2 separate regions of the Mus musculus genome follow, and region 1 is linked to region 2. A link is a contact called in public Hi-C data. All regions are on one chromosome and are shown on one strand. Each heading gives the region's core, a stretch centred on a gene start, on an enhancer-like site or on the middle of the called end of the contact. The rest is flanking DNA. Distances are from core to core; before and after follow the strand shown. Region 1 overlaps Nckap1 (NCK-associated protein 1). Region 2 holds the start of Frzb (frizzled-related protein).

What was found. A called contact is a pair of places that touch in the nucleus more often than the background predicts.
Region 1: a Hi-C map of Sertoli cells shows a contact between it and region 2, with 2.3 times the contacts expected there. The contact joins the enhancer-like site here to the promoter of Frzb in region 2. A contact is called at or near these places in 6 of 39 promoter capture datasets (cranial neural crest, embryonic stem cells, hippocampal neurons and 2 more), 14 of 484 Hi-C or Micro-C datasets (8-cell embryo, DN2 thymocytes, Sertoli cells and 8 more), 7 of 115 datasets of contacts at active chromatin or transcription factors (acute myeloid leukemia, a beta-TC-6 cell line, embryonic stem cells and 3 more) and 4 of 9 other capture datasets (adipose tissue, embryonic stem cells, liver and 1 more).

The regions. Positions count from the first base shown.
Region 1 is chr2:80,504,656-80,511,969 of GRCm38.p6, forward strand. It overlaps Nckap1 (NCK-associated protein 1), which reads right to left. Exons shown (of 31, transcript NM_016965.3): 27 at 4,057-4,150; 28 at 2,166-2,282; 29 at 1,518-1,627. Among named protein-coding and RNA genes, the nearest start is that of Gm24461, 50 kb to the right of the region's middle. Within about 2 kb of position 1,651, at least 14 of the 459 cell types and tissues checked have an H3K27ac peak or open chromatin away from gene starts, as enhancers often do. A contact at or near this core is called in Sertoli cells and extraembryonic endoderm stem cells, where this site is marked.
Region 2 is chr2:80,445,375-80,452,025 of GRCm38.p6, forward strand. Frzb (frizzled-related protein) reads right to left here and starts at 2,022. Exons shown (of 6, transcript NM_011356.4): 1 at 989-2,022. The coding sequence starts at 1,466.

The DNA of each region.
Region 1 (7,314 bases), core at 401-2,900, 59 kb after region 2:
TTCAATCTGGGTTTGTATTCATAGTAATTTTAAGGACATTAACTCCCCAAGTAAAGTAAATAAAAGGAAAACAACAGAATTATAATAATGTTTTCAAACTTGAGTTCCTTCTTAAATAACTGTTGTATTTGCATATATGTATTTATATATGTGTACATATATATGTGTGTGTGTGTGTGTGTATATATATAAAAACCAACAAGATTTTCAACAAAGAAAAAAACTAAATATTCTAGGGTTCATTTTGCTTAAATTATCTGTTCTTTAAGCAATTATGAAAAAGAAGCATTGGTAAAGAAAAATACTGCACTAAACCATGTCTGGTGACAGATTTAACATTACTCTCTTTTGGTAGCAAGCCACATGTAATTTTATGGTTTGTTTGTTTGTTTATGTGCATATGTATATGCCTTCATGACTGTGTACAAGTGGGCATCAAATCCCAAGAACTGTAGTGAACTGTAGTGAGGTAGTGAGATGTCTAATGTGGGTGCTAGGAGCTGAACCTTTGGAAGAGCAGTAAGTATCCGTAACTGCCATAGCCCTGTGAGTCATACTTTTATTGCTGACTTTGTACCTATTAATAGTATTTCTTCAAATAAGTAGGAATAAGGAAACATACCTTCTGCTACTGTTTTAGATATTTATTTTTATTTTTCGTGTGAGTACCTGAATAAATGTGTGTGGTGTGTGTATGTGTGTGTGTGTGTGTGTGTAGTACCCATGCTGGCCAGTTCCTGGGACAGGAGTTACAAGTGGTTATGAGCTGTACATTGTAGGTCTGGGAACTGAGAGGCAAATAATCCTTTTTTATTTTATTTTATTTTATTTTATTTTATTTTATTTTATTTTATTTATTTATTTTGGTTTTTCGAGATAGGGTTTCTCTGTGTAGACCTGGTTGTCCTGGAACTCATTCTGTAGACCAGGCTGGCCTTGAACTAAGAAATTTGCCTGCCTCTCTGCCTCCCAAAAGCTGGGATTAAAGGCGTGTGCCATCACTGCCTGGCCTTTTGTTTTGTTTTGTTTTTTCGAAATTGCATCTTTTAAAGAACACATTAGCTCTCTAGGCTTCCACTTTCTTTGAAGAAAAAAACATCTTTTGAATGTGAAGACAATCTCTACAATCGTCCTACCCCTTGGAACTGTAAATGATAAGGGCTAAGTTATTTTAAGGCACGCCTTCTCAGACCCTAAAATACCCCACTGTCTGAACACACACACTACCCTCTGCTGCACCTCTCAAACATTATTTTCAGCAAACAGGCCACATAGCAGAGCTCTGGAAGGAAAGACCCCAAGCTAGAGGGAAAACAATGATAACCTTGATGCAATCTATCTTTCTAAAACCAAAACATTAAAAAAGAAACAAGATTTAATACTTAATAAACTGAGAACAAAAATGTCTTTGGAGAACACTAAATAAGATGTAAAAATGATGGGAATTTACTGTTGTATAACATAGGCATAACTTTTTGTTTTCTTTGTAAAATGTCAAGCTATTTGATTAGACATACCGCCAGGAATTCCTTAAGTCGGTCTTCAATACTTCCTTTGTGAATTGTAAACAAAGCTGCAGCAATCTGGTTGATGGCTTTGGCCAAACAATGTATATTGTTGCAGTGTCCTGGGAGAGAACAAACAGGGCTGTGTAGTCTGCATGACCACAAAATATTATTGTAACACACAGACAGCATGCTTTAGTGACTCCTCAGACCACGCGAATGGCAGCATGACTGACTAAGAATTAGGGTCCACAGTGACTTACTCTTTTTATTTTATGAGCATGCATGTTTTTAAATATCCCAGCAAGGATGCAACTAATGACCACGTCAGTACTTCATTAGTAGGCAAACACTCTAGAAAGACATGATGCTTCGTCCTACCCCTTGGAACTGTAAATGATAAGGGCTAAGTTATTTTAAGGCACGCCTTCTCAGGCCCTAAAATACCCCACTGTCTGAACACACACACTACCCTCTGCTGCACCTCTCAGCTGAACTACACAACATTTCACAGTTCAGAAAATTAGGATGCCCACTCCAAAGCTACTGTTTGGCAGAATTTGAGCACTATTTTATCAGAAAAGAACATTACCCAGAGAGAAAAATACATGTAACACTAAAGCCAATGTTCTTTCATTGTTACAATTGTAAACCAAGTACCTTCTATTGCAGGGCTGTACTGTGACATTACATTGCTGGCCAGTGTAGGCAAGGAAACTGCTACAAAGACCATCAGGAGACAAGCGATCTTGTATTCTTCCTCTGGACTAATGTTCTCTGCAGAAGAAATCAAGGAGTGAAAATCAAGCTTTCCTCCAGATTATTTGAAAGTTAATAATCTAACCTAAAAAATAAAGGTAATAAACTACTTAAATTTCCTAATTGAAAACTGATGAATAATTATGAGAATACCATACATATTACTATTTATAAATTTCTTATCTTATTATCTGAAAATTCACTAAAAGAAAAACAATTCCTTTCTTTCCCTAGGCTAGCTAAGAATATATAAATACACTGCTTAAAGGTTACCAGTATTGAAAAGGGGACTGCGTTACTTATTTCTCCATTCTAGAAGACAGAAGGAAGCAGTTATGAATGAAAGTATCTAACATACTCAGTAGCTATAAGAACAATAACCTTTAATAAAATACCTAGCGTATTTAAATAGCTCTGTCTAGCACTTGGCTTCTTATCTGACATCTGAGAACTTCTAGTTACCCAGCAGTTGGCAATTATATGAAACTATGGATTGATCACAAGAAAACAAAAACACAGTATATTTTTAAAACTTTGGTTGATCATAAAAATACCTATAAGCAATAATTTATATATTATTTGAATTAGGAAAAACAGTGTAATTAAAAAGAAAACTAATAAACTCAATGACTGCAAGTTGGCTTAAAAGAGTAGAAAAGGGGCTTAGTGGCTAAGAGCACTTGCTGCTCTTGCAGAGGACCCGAGTTCAGTTCTCAGCACCCACATGATGGCTCCCAATGGTCTGTAATTCCCGCTCTGAGGCTGATGCCCTCGTCTTCACTCCTTGGGTACCAGGCATGCACACAGTGCACATAAGTGCAGGCAAATTATTCATATACATTAAGTAAGTGAAAAATTTAAAAAGAAATTAAAATCAAAAGGGTGGAGAAGGCATTTCAATACCAAAACCAAACCAATCAAACAAAAAACATCATCAACAATAACAAAAAAAACCACCCCACCTTATTCACACTGTAGAGAAACCAAGATTTGGAACATAGTTGATACTATGTTTCAAAGAACTGGTTTTAAAATTTCTAAATGGTCAGTATTATATAATGTAGCAACTTTTTATGGTGAACATCTATTCTAATTAAAACAGGACACCATTTTCTAGTCCCAGCTCTCTGGCTACCATAAGGGCTGCCTTCCACCAGCATACAAATGTTCTCTTCTTCTATCTCCAACTCACAAAGTCCTTTCCACAAGCTGGGGTATATATAGCTACAGTGTAGTGTGTAGGGCCTACCCATGCTTCCCAACACAAGCACTATGTCTTCATCCCAGCAGAGCTGTTCCATATCAAGTGTGTCCAGTCCCTTCTCTCACACTCACTGACTTCAGAGACACCGATCTCAGCACCACAGCTCTCTAACAGTGCACAGTTCGCGATTCGCTTTCACTGTCTTAGGAGCTTTTTCCCAAGTGCTTGTTTTTTCTCTGATTACATTGGTCCTTCCATCTTAGTCTGTATTATGCATTTCTTCCTCTTCTCCCTGAACTCACTACAGCTGAAAGGGCACTGTTTCTTTGCACCGCCCTATCTATCTACACCAAATGACTTTAACAGCTTCATCTGGTAGTATGGCTTGGACAGGATGTAATGACTAAGCTATAGCAAAAACTCCAAAGCAAAGCATTTTGTCTTTTGAATCCTGATGTATTCCAATTATAAATGAATAAATGGGTGAATAAAGCTTAACATAAGACATTTTAAAAAACAAATACTACGTGTATACCTAGACTGCCCTATAATTTTAATAAGAAAGCTCCATATTTGAATGCATTTTACCTGATTTTTGTGAGGAAAGAGCTACGACTAAGGCAGGATCAATCTCACATGGTAACCCAGCAGCCGAGGACAGCTCATACACATTCATTGCAACCTGACAAAATACAGCAATTACAAAGAGATAAATATTTTAACAAACGTCTGAGAAAGTTTACTTTAGTAAGAAAATGTCTATGGTGTCCATCAGTCTGCCCACGAACCTACTAGAAGATTTCAGCACCTTGGCTGAAGCAGGGCTGACAGTGCAGGTAACCCACACCAGACAACGCTCCAACCCTGCTCTTTGTAACTTCCCACTGTGCAAACAAGGCTTGCAGCCTCTCTGTGGCAAGCTCCACAGAATCATCCTAAAGATACTTTTTGTCTTGCAAAGATGGAAGTAAAATATCAAGTCAAAAGAGAGAAAGAAAGCCAGTTGTGGTGGCTCACACCTATATATCTGCACTTGAGAGTTCAAGGCCAGCCTGGCTACAGAAGGAGCACCAGCTCAGCCTGGCTAGAGTCAACACCGAAAGCCAGTTATTATGACTGAACCTATGCTTACATCCACAGTTACTTAGTGAAAAACTTCAGGGATTCAATGCTTAATCAGAGCCATAAACATAGCAAATTAATTACAGGAAAAAAATTAAAAACCTAAGAATCTGATAAAGCAATCTAATAATTTTCTATCATGCATAGATTTTAATCATTCAAGATATGCTGAGTGGTATTCTAATTAAAACCTGTATACATAGTTGGCTATCATTGATATTAACAGATAATAAAGCTCAAATAGAAACAACCATGAACTAAGTTGCAGAGACGCACACTGCTCACAATACACCAACTGAATTTCAAAGTGCATCAAAGATATAAATGTAAAAGCTAAAATTTCAAAAATTTAGAAGAAAATACAGGCATAAATTCTGATGACCTTTGTCAAGACAATATTTGTTTGTTTGACAGCAAAACTGTAAACAAAAGAAAAAACAGATAAGTCAAAGTACGCTGAAATGAAAGAGTTCTGTGATTCTTGGATACTAGCAAGAAACTGAAAAGAGAACTCAGAACCATGATTCTACTGAAGATGTATTACTGCTTGATAGTTCAAAAATAAAATGATGCAGGCCAGTGACAGCTCAATGGGAAAAGGATTTTCCCCTGGCATAAACCCGGCGATGGAGTTCAACCCCCAGGCCAGGCAAGAGTGAAAGGAGAGATCCAACTCTGCAAACACAGGCGACACACGGTCTAAAAATGGGCAAAGGATCCAGACAAACCTCTCTCTAAAGAAGCCATACAGACACATCACAGACGTGTGGCAGCCTCGAGAATGAAGGAGATGCAAACCAAACCAGCGTGATACCTCTGCACACCTACTAAAATGGCTCTCAACATGAAGACAAGGACTGGATAGAGAAAACCCTGGCACCCTCCTTGTTAGCAATATAAACCAGTCTCGCCACAGCCCATCTGTTTGGTGGTTCCTCAAAGCTAAACAGTTTCTACAGAATCCATTTGTTATATAAGAGACCAAAAACATCAACATGGATAAAAAGGTAGCATTATTTACAACATCTAGAAAGTAAAGACAACCCACATCTGTAATTGATAACTGAATAAACAAACTAGTACATTCATCCAATAAAACACTAAAAAATAAAGTACTGTGCTAACACATGCTGAAACATGGTGGGCCATGAAAACATGCTAAGTTAAAGACATCGAAATCAAAAAACTCTCCGTTAAATGATTTACACACAGTACTCAAAGAGGGATGACTTCAGAGACGTAGCTATCATCTAAGATGGGGAGTGAGCTGAAAGTGGGGAGCTCCTGCCCTGGGTACTGATGCACTTGGGGATGACAAAACTATTCTAAAACTAATTGTGACCTGTGATGGCCATGACTCTGTGACTATATTCAAAACCATGGAACTGTACACTTTAGATGAGCATCTTTTATGACACAAGAATAAAGCTGCTAAAAATTATGTTTGGGATCTTCAAATCAAGTCATTTTTTTTTTATTGAAAGTTTGCTAAAAACTCAATTTAAAAATTATACTAAGTAATAAGAATTGGATAATTAATTCAATTCGGGCACTATATTAGAATTCTCAGCACCCAAACATCAGTGTGCTCATAAGAACTATTTAACCTTGTATTTTATTTCTACTTAGAAAAACTCATTTTCTGCTCTATTCATAGTTTCAGTCATAAAATTATAGAACAATCATTACTCTCAAGTGCTAACTTCTATATAGCATTATAGGAAAACCAAAAATGAAAAGAAACAAGGCCTTTAAGTTGTTTATTATCTAGTATAAATATGGGCAGAAGAAAAATAAAAAAATTGTCTACTAGCACTAAGAAAAAACTTTTTTATCATTGAGGAATCTAGGTTCTTAGAAAATGGCAAGTGAACCTGGCCTCACAGACAGGCAGGACTTCCAAAGGCAGAGACAGAAAAGGGAAGAGTTTCAAGTAGAATTAAGGAAGAGGTAAATGGAGCCTGAGAGAATGCTCATAGACTGTTAGGTCAGAAGAGACATATGAAGAGAGGCAGATAATGGAAGCAGAGTGGTAGATAAGCCATTTGAATAAAGCAAGCACAATGGCATAAATCTGTAATCCCAGCATTTGGAAGGCTAAGGCAGAGGCAGGAGGATTATTTAGAGTGGACAGCCAGTCTGAGCTGCACAGGAAGACACTCAAACCCCATCCCACCCTACAGTTTGAAAGACATCATTTTGAAACGTGAACACTGTTCAAGAGTCGAGATATGCGAGGCAGTCTGTCAAAATGGTTCATTAGACAGAGGCTTTTGCCACCAAGCCTGACAACCTTGGTTTGATCCCTGGGATGGACAGACAGAAAGGAGAGAAGACAGATACACACATCATGTCTCAAACATGGACACTTGCAATAACTGTGTCTCCTTGTATATCATGTGATTTAAATTTACTACAAAATCACAGCTGGAATTAAATCTGTGGTTTTGATCACATGGATCTTAAATTTTAAAACAAATTAACTATAAACCCTTAAAAAGCGATCAACTTGCCAACAAGTGCTTACTGACAGAAGCCTGTTATAGCTGTCTCCAGAGAGGCTCCACCAGTACCTGACAAATACAGAGGTGGATCCTCGAAGCCTACCACTGGACTGAGCACAGGGTCCCTAATGAAGGAGCTAGAGAAAGGACCCAAGGACCTGAAGGGGTTTGCAGCCCCAGAGGAGGAACAACAATTTGAACTAATCAGTACCCCTAGAGC
Region 2 (6,651 bases), core at 772-3,271:
AATATTCCACTTTGAACTGGATTGAGTTGGGGGTCAGGGGGTAAGGGTGGTCTTGAAGTTATGAATGTCACAATTAGACCAAACATCGGTGAGAAAACAGCTGTGATTAAACCCATTAAACGTAGAGCTAAAATACAGTTCGGTAGTGGAAAAGGGGGTGAACGTGTGGGTCATGTATACACACACAGTATGGGTGGAATAACCGGCAAGATTGAAAGCAAAGTTATATAAGGCTATGAAGATGACATGGCCCAAATATAACTCCACTCACCCATATGCTATATACAAAATTACTTGAAGGCACGTGGGCATGTGAAAAGGGCCTGCTATTTTCGGTTCCCCAGCTATCTGACTGAAGTGAGCAACCGAAGTTAATTAGCAGGGCATAGCAATAATGTCCCATAGCTGTTTCATTCTGGATTGGAATCACCATCTATTTTGTCAAGAGAAGGGGAAATCTGTTGAAAGGCGATGGCAACCGACGAAATTGAGCTCTGAGCAGGCACATGTCACTAAGAGATTTCTGTATTAGCAGTTTATTTAGACTAAATTAGCACTTTTCATGATTAGAAGAAAATAGGGTTTTTTGTTTTTCTGATGTCTCCATACAATTGTAAGCCGTGAAAACACTAACGATCGAGATTGCAAAAGAATGCACCAAGAAACAGAAGAAACTCCAATGTCGTTAAGAGTAAAGCAGCTAAGCCCCACACGCAAAGAGTGGGAAGGGAAGGGGCGCTTTGGAGGTTGGGTGTGAAGTGTAGGGAACGGATGGATCGCTCAGATCACTTGTTGGAAGAGACTGCGTTTGTCTGGGAGAATGATAAAAGTGAATTTTGTTTTGTTTTGTTTTGCTTTTAAGTAAAAGAATAGGATTCAGTAGAGGAGTGTGCTTAAGGGGAAAGGTAAGGGCTCAGCGCAGAAAGCAAGCTAGCCGATAAAGACAAATAACTAACTTCTCAGAGGTCGGGCAAAGTTCAGGACTCACCCGCTCCGTCCGCGGTGACGATGGCCTCAGGAGAGATGCACACGCCGCGGTCGTACACCGGCAGCTCGTCGCAGGCCAAGCTTTCCGGCCACGAGTGGCGGTACTTGATGAGAATGGGCTCGCAGCCCTGTCGGGCGCGCTCACACACAGACTTGCAGGGCTTGATGGGCTCGTGCTGGAAGTCGATGGTGCAAATGGGTGCGTACATTGCACAGAGGAAGAAGAGAAGATCCGGGCTGCAGTGGGTGCCCAGCAGCCCTTCGAACTGTTCCATGGCCAGGATGGCGTTAGCCTGGGTGCTGTGGTGCAGGTGGTTGGGCATCTTGGTCATGTTCCAGGGAAGGGACTTGCACAGCGGGATGCGGACAGGCTCACAGGCTGCAGCCTGAGCTCCGGGCACCTGGAGCAGGCAGAGAGCAGCCAGGACTAGCAACCCGGCCCATCCTAGCAGCATCCGTCCCGGGCCGCAGCAGACCATGGTCCCAGCAGGATGGGGCAGGGCGCAGCCGAGCGACGGACGCGGGAGACACTTTCGTTCCGAAGTCTCCCCCTGCGGTTCCGAGGGGTGATCCCAACGACCTGGGGAGCTGCCCCCACCCCTGGGACAATCACAGTTCTCTTGGATCCAAGTGCTCCCAGGTCCGGTCCACTAGCTTGGCGGAGCCCGGTGCCTCGCTGCGCCGGCTGCTCTTCCCAAGCGTCTAAGCCTCTAGGCGAGGCAGCATCTATTTATTCCTCTCGCTCTGGCAGAGACATCAGCCTTAGCACATCAATCAGATGAGGGGGCAGAAGAGGAAGCCAGAGAGAAATAAAAACAAAAGTCAAATTCAGTTAAGGGACTCGGAGTTCTGGGGTGTTGCAAAAAGGTGTTGGAAGAAGCGATAAATTCTGCAAAGTGAGATGGATAGGGGACCTCCGAGGGAGGAGATTTGGTGGGGGTGGGAGGACTAATGGGAGCGGAGGTGGGAGTTTGCCAAGTCCTGCAGGGTCGGGAAGATCCTGCGAGCGGCCAGAGGAGCTCAGAGGAGGTCAGCGCCTTGGCTCGCAGCTGCGCCTTCCCACCTCGGCCGACAAGAGCTCCGCCCCGCGGTCCCCTGCCCTCCGGCTCCTCCTTCCGAGAAGGCTTTGAGTTTTCAGGGGACTGGAGTGTGAGACCCTGTCTATCTGTGATGCTGTAGCCCCAGGCAGCTCCCGACAGGAGCCGCACACCTTTCCCCACTCCACCCCCGGCTCTGGATCCATAGACGAACCCTTGGTCCCCACGGGAGAAACGGTCTCAACGCACCACAGAGATGCGCACCCCTGTATCCCGCCCCGCGAGCCCACACCGTCCCTCGTTGCCCGCAGCTCTTTCCTCACAGCAAACCCGAGCGCACCTCCGCCTGCAGAAAGTCAGACAGGAAGGCGCGAGCAAAGTCACTTTAAATGTCATGTCGCAGAGATAGCAGCCTCCTAAGAGCAATGGCAGGACTAATGACTTCGGGGGGTCTGTGATTGGAATAACCGTGGAGAAATTGACCCTCACAAAGGGAAAGAAATCGCAAGAGAACAAATAGACCCACAGAAACGTGGAAATGGTGTGATTCCTCCCTTCCCTCCTTCTTTTTTTTTCTTTCCTTCCCTTCCTCCCTCCCTCCCTGCTTCCTTCCGGGTTTTTCTTTGCCCTGTAGAATTCGAACTTTTGAGTTTTTCTTTTTTAAAACCGAAGCGTGGAGCCCACTTTAAAGCACTTGGATTCCGCCCCCCACCCCCAGAGTGTTCTTACTGAAAATTGCATTTATTATCTAACTCTTCCCACGGGCGGTTTCTTCTAACAGGGGAAATAAACGTGCAAGCAAAATACCCCACACAGGTAATGATAATAGTAAACAGGAGAACGGTTCCCATCCAGATGAGTTCAATACAGAGGAGAAAATAGAAAACAGATCCCTCCCAGGCTACGCCTCCCAGAAGTCTCCTGTTTCCACCCCGGCTGCCCCCTGGCTTTAAGAGCATTGTACGTGGGAAGTCCTGCCGAGGCCCAACCACTGAGCCCCTTCAGAGGAAAACCATTGAGCAGAGGGATTGCAGTGTCAGAAGACAGCGGGAGCACAGAGGCAAAACCTACAACAAAGCCGGACGTCACTAGAGCAGCCCTGATTTACCCAGCCTTCCGCACCGCCCACCCCCCTGCTGTCAATACTAGGCAGATAAAGTCTGTCTCTACTTCCCAGAGCACACAGTAGGATACGGCTTTAATCCCCTGCGCTGGCTCAATGGCACTTAGGGAATGTCAGTGGCTGACTTGAGTTTATGGAATTTTTATCTCTAAAATGATCATTACCAGCGGTTTGTGACTTCAATGTTTTCGGAAGGAAGTGTGTCTACTTCATAGGAAATCAACAACAGATGGTGGCTAGGGAGCCATTTAATTAATAAATAAACTCTGGCTGATGTACAATTATTTGGTGTCATATAAGAAAAGAAAGCCAAACATTATATAAATTAATTCAATGAAAAATGGCAAAGCACACACACACACATGCACACAAACACACAAACACAAATACTGAAAGGGAGATTTATAAACAGTCACTAAAAGAATATTTAGAAGCTTTATTAGGTAAAAGAAATAGGGATCTGTAAAAAATTCGAAGGTGAACGATGAACTCAAGAGGTTGTTAAACATATTTTGTGTTCATCTCACATTTTTTAGGAAGAAAGGAGTAGAGTGTTTGATGGTCGCATTGCCACAGGTATGAATGAACTTTGCTTCAGAGATAGATACCCACTTACCACCAAATCCTCTCACAAGCTCTCCCCTTCCACCAACCTCCCAACTTCCCCCTCTCTGTTGTTTTGCTTAGTTTTGTTTTTCTTTTTGTTTTTGAAATAGCATCTCACTATATAGCCCTGGCTGTCCTGGAACTCAGTATATAGACCCAGGTAGCCTGAAACTCACAGAGATCTGCCTGCTTCTGCCTCCCTAGTGCTAGGATCTAATGTGGGCACCATCACAACTGGGACTTGCAACTTTCCTTTAATCCAAATTAGTTTTTACTAAAACCAGAGATGGATTCGCATTCCTCCCAGAAGAGGATGTGTGCACCTGTCTGTCTGCTCCTGTGCCTTCTCTCTATTGTTTCTCATAAACATCTGTCATGTGTGCACAATATTCTTCGGCATCTGCCAGTATGTTAATTATCTTTTATATTTTTTGTTCTTTCTGCTTTCCTAAATGGCTTATACAACTTTCAGAAGAAGACAGTCTATCTGCTCCTTTTGAAGAAGCAGTGGGAAAACTGGCTGGTGGAAATGGAAGTCCAAATATCTTAAGGAGATAAACCACTTGAGAGGAGACTTAATTCTCAAAAATTTGTGATAACAAAGAAAACACAAGTTCAAAAAAATGTGCATTTTCTACTAACAGGTGAGCTGTATCCCTAAAATAAGTACCTTCAACAAACCCAAAATTCGGAACATTTCAAGAAAACTGAAACCAGGTTGGTATTTTAGAGAAATCAGAGCATTCATAATCTGTTTTGCTTACATTTTTATTTTATATAGTGTTATTTAAATGTACTTTAACTGACAGTAATCTTTCTATAAACATGGAGGACCAGAGAAATGGCTCAGCAGTTAAGAACACTTGCTGTTCTTCCAGAGGACCAGAGTTTGGTTCCTAGCACCTACATCAACAACTTTTAACTCCAGCTCCAAGGGATCTGATTATTCTTCTGGACTCTGAGGGCCCAACACACGCACACGCACACACACATATACACGCACACGCACACACACATATACATGCACATGCACACACACACAAACACACACACGTTTAAAATTAAAACTGTTATCAGAACTACAAACAAGACAGTTGCTTACTATAGACATTCCCTCACATCTTCTGAAACATTTTTATACTTTTAATTTAGTGTGCGTGCTCAACCATGCCATAGCATGTATGTGGAGGCCAGAGGACAACTAACAGAAGTCAGCAGTCACATATGGAACCTGGCTACCAATCCGGTCACCCAGCTTTGCAGCAAGCAGCATTACCCACTAAGCCATCTCATTAGCCCACCACTTAATTATATCTATTTTCAAGCCATTTAAAAGGGGCAGGTGGGGGGCCTGGAGAACTGAGTGTGGGTTTGTTGTTGTTGCTTTGATATTTGATGGACATAGGAATTCATACTGCAGAACTAAGGACACAAGTCAAAGTTGCATGCAATATATTTGGTGTTTAAAAAAAAATTGTCAGTGTGTCGCATGCAAATTATCGATGTACCAGTACATCACTTTAAGACAAAACAAAACTTTTGTGGAGATCTGATTCTGGAATCTCTAAGGACTGTGCTAGGCACACTCCTTGGGAGTTTTCAACCGTGAGGTCACCTGGACCTCTGAGACGCATCCGTGCCTCCCGTACCTCATAGGACTCAATAACTTCCCACTCCTCTTCCAAGTTGTAATGTAATGTTTTGTCAATAATTTAAGTAACGCTAAACAATTTTAAAAATTAGTGTTTTTATCTACTTAAAAGAAAAAAATTTTTAGGGGGCTGGAGACACAGCTCAGCAGTTAAAAGTACTGACTGACTGCTCTTCCAGAGGTCCAGAGTTCAATTTCAATTCCCAGCAACCACATGGTGGCTCACAACCATCTGTAATGGGATCTGATGCCCTCTTCTGGTGTGTCTGAAGATAGCTACAGTGTACCCGTATACATAAAATAAATAAACATTTTTAAAAATAAACTTTAAATTTACCCTATGTTTCTGTACATAGGACTAGCCATATCTTTCCTCTAAAAAGGGAAAAGAGATTGTCAGGGCTGCAGTGATGGCTCAATGGTTAGGAGCACTGGCTGCTTTTCAGAGGACCCTGGTTTAAATTGAAGCGCCCACATAACAGCTCACCATTGTCTGAACCTCCAGCCCTGGGGGATCTGATGCCCTCTTCTGGCCTCTGTGTGGACCAGACACACAGGTGGTGTATAAACATACACACAAGCAAATCACCTGCACTCACACAATACAATTTAAAGATTTAAGTGTTGTATATGAGGATGCAACTCACAGTCTGAGGGCTTGGGTTTGGTCCCTAGTGCTACTACCACCATGACCAAAAAAAAAAAAAAAAAAAAAAAAAAAAAATCCAAAATACACTTTTTATTTATCAATTAAAACCAAAGAAAAGGAAGAAAGAATTGTGCTTATACTCTTGCAAACATGAAAATAACTAGTAGTAGACTCCCCATATGTTTGCTTCCTATTGCTGTGACAAATACCAGAGATAACTTAAAAACAGGATACTTTGCCTCACAGTTACAGTGTTCTCAGGCACTTGTCTGTGCAGCAGAGACTATCATGACAGGTTTTCATGACAGAAGCCTGCTCATAGAGAAAACCAGCTGCCTAGAATAATCAGACTCACCAGAAGAGGGCATCAGATCTCATTACAGATGGTTGTGAGCCACCATGTGGTTGCTGGGAATTGAACTCAGGACCTCTGGAAGAACAGTCAGTGCTCTTAATTGCTGAGCCATCTCTCTGGCCAGCCCAGAATAACCAGAGACAGGCTAGGCTGTCTAAGAAGGACACTCTCCAACACTACAGGCTGTGCCGTGTACTCCAGGTTCCCAGCTTTGTGATTTGTCACCCACGCTGGGATGAAGTT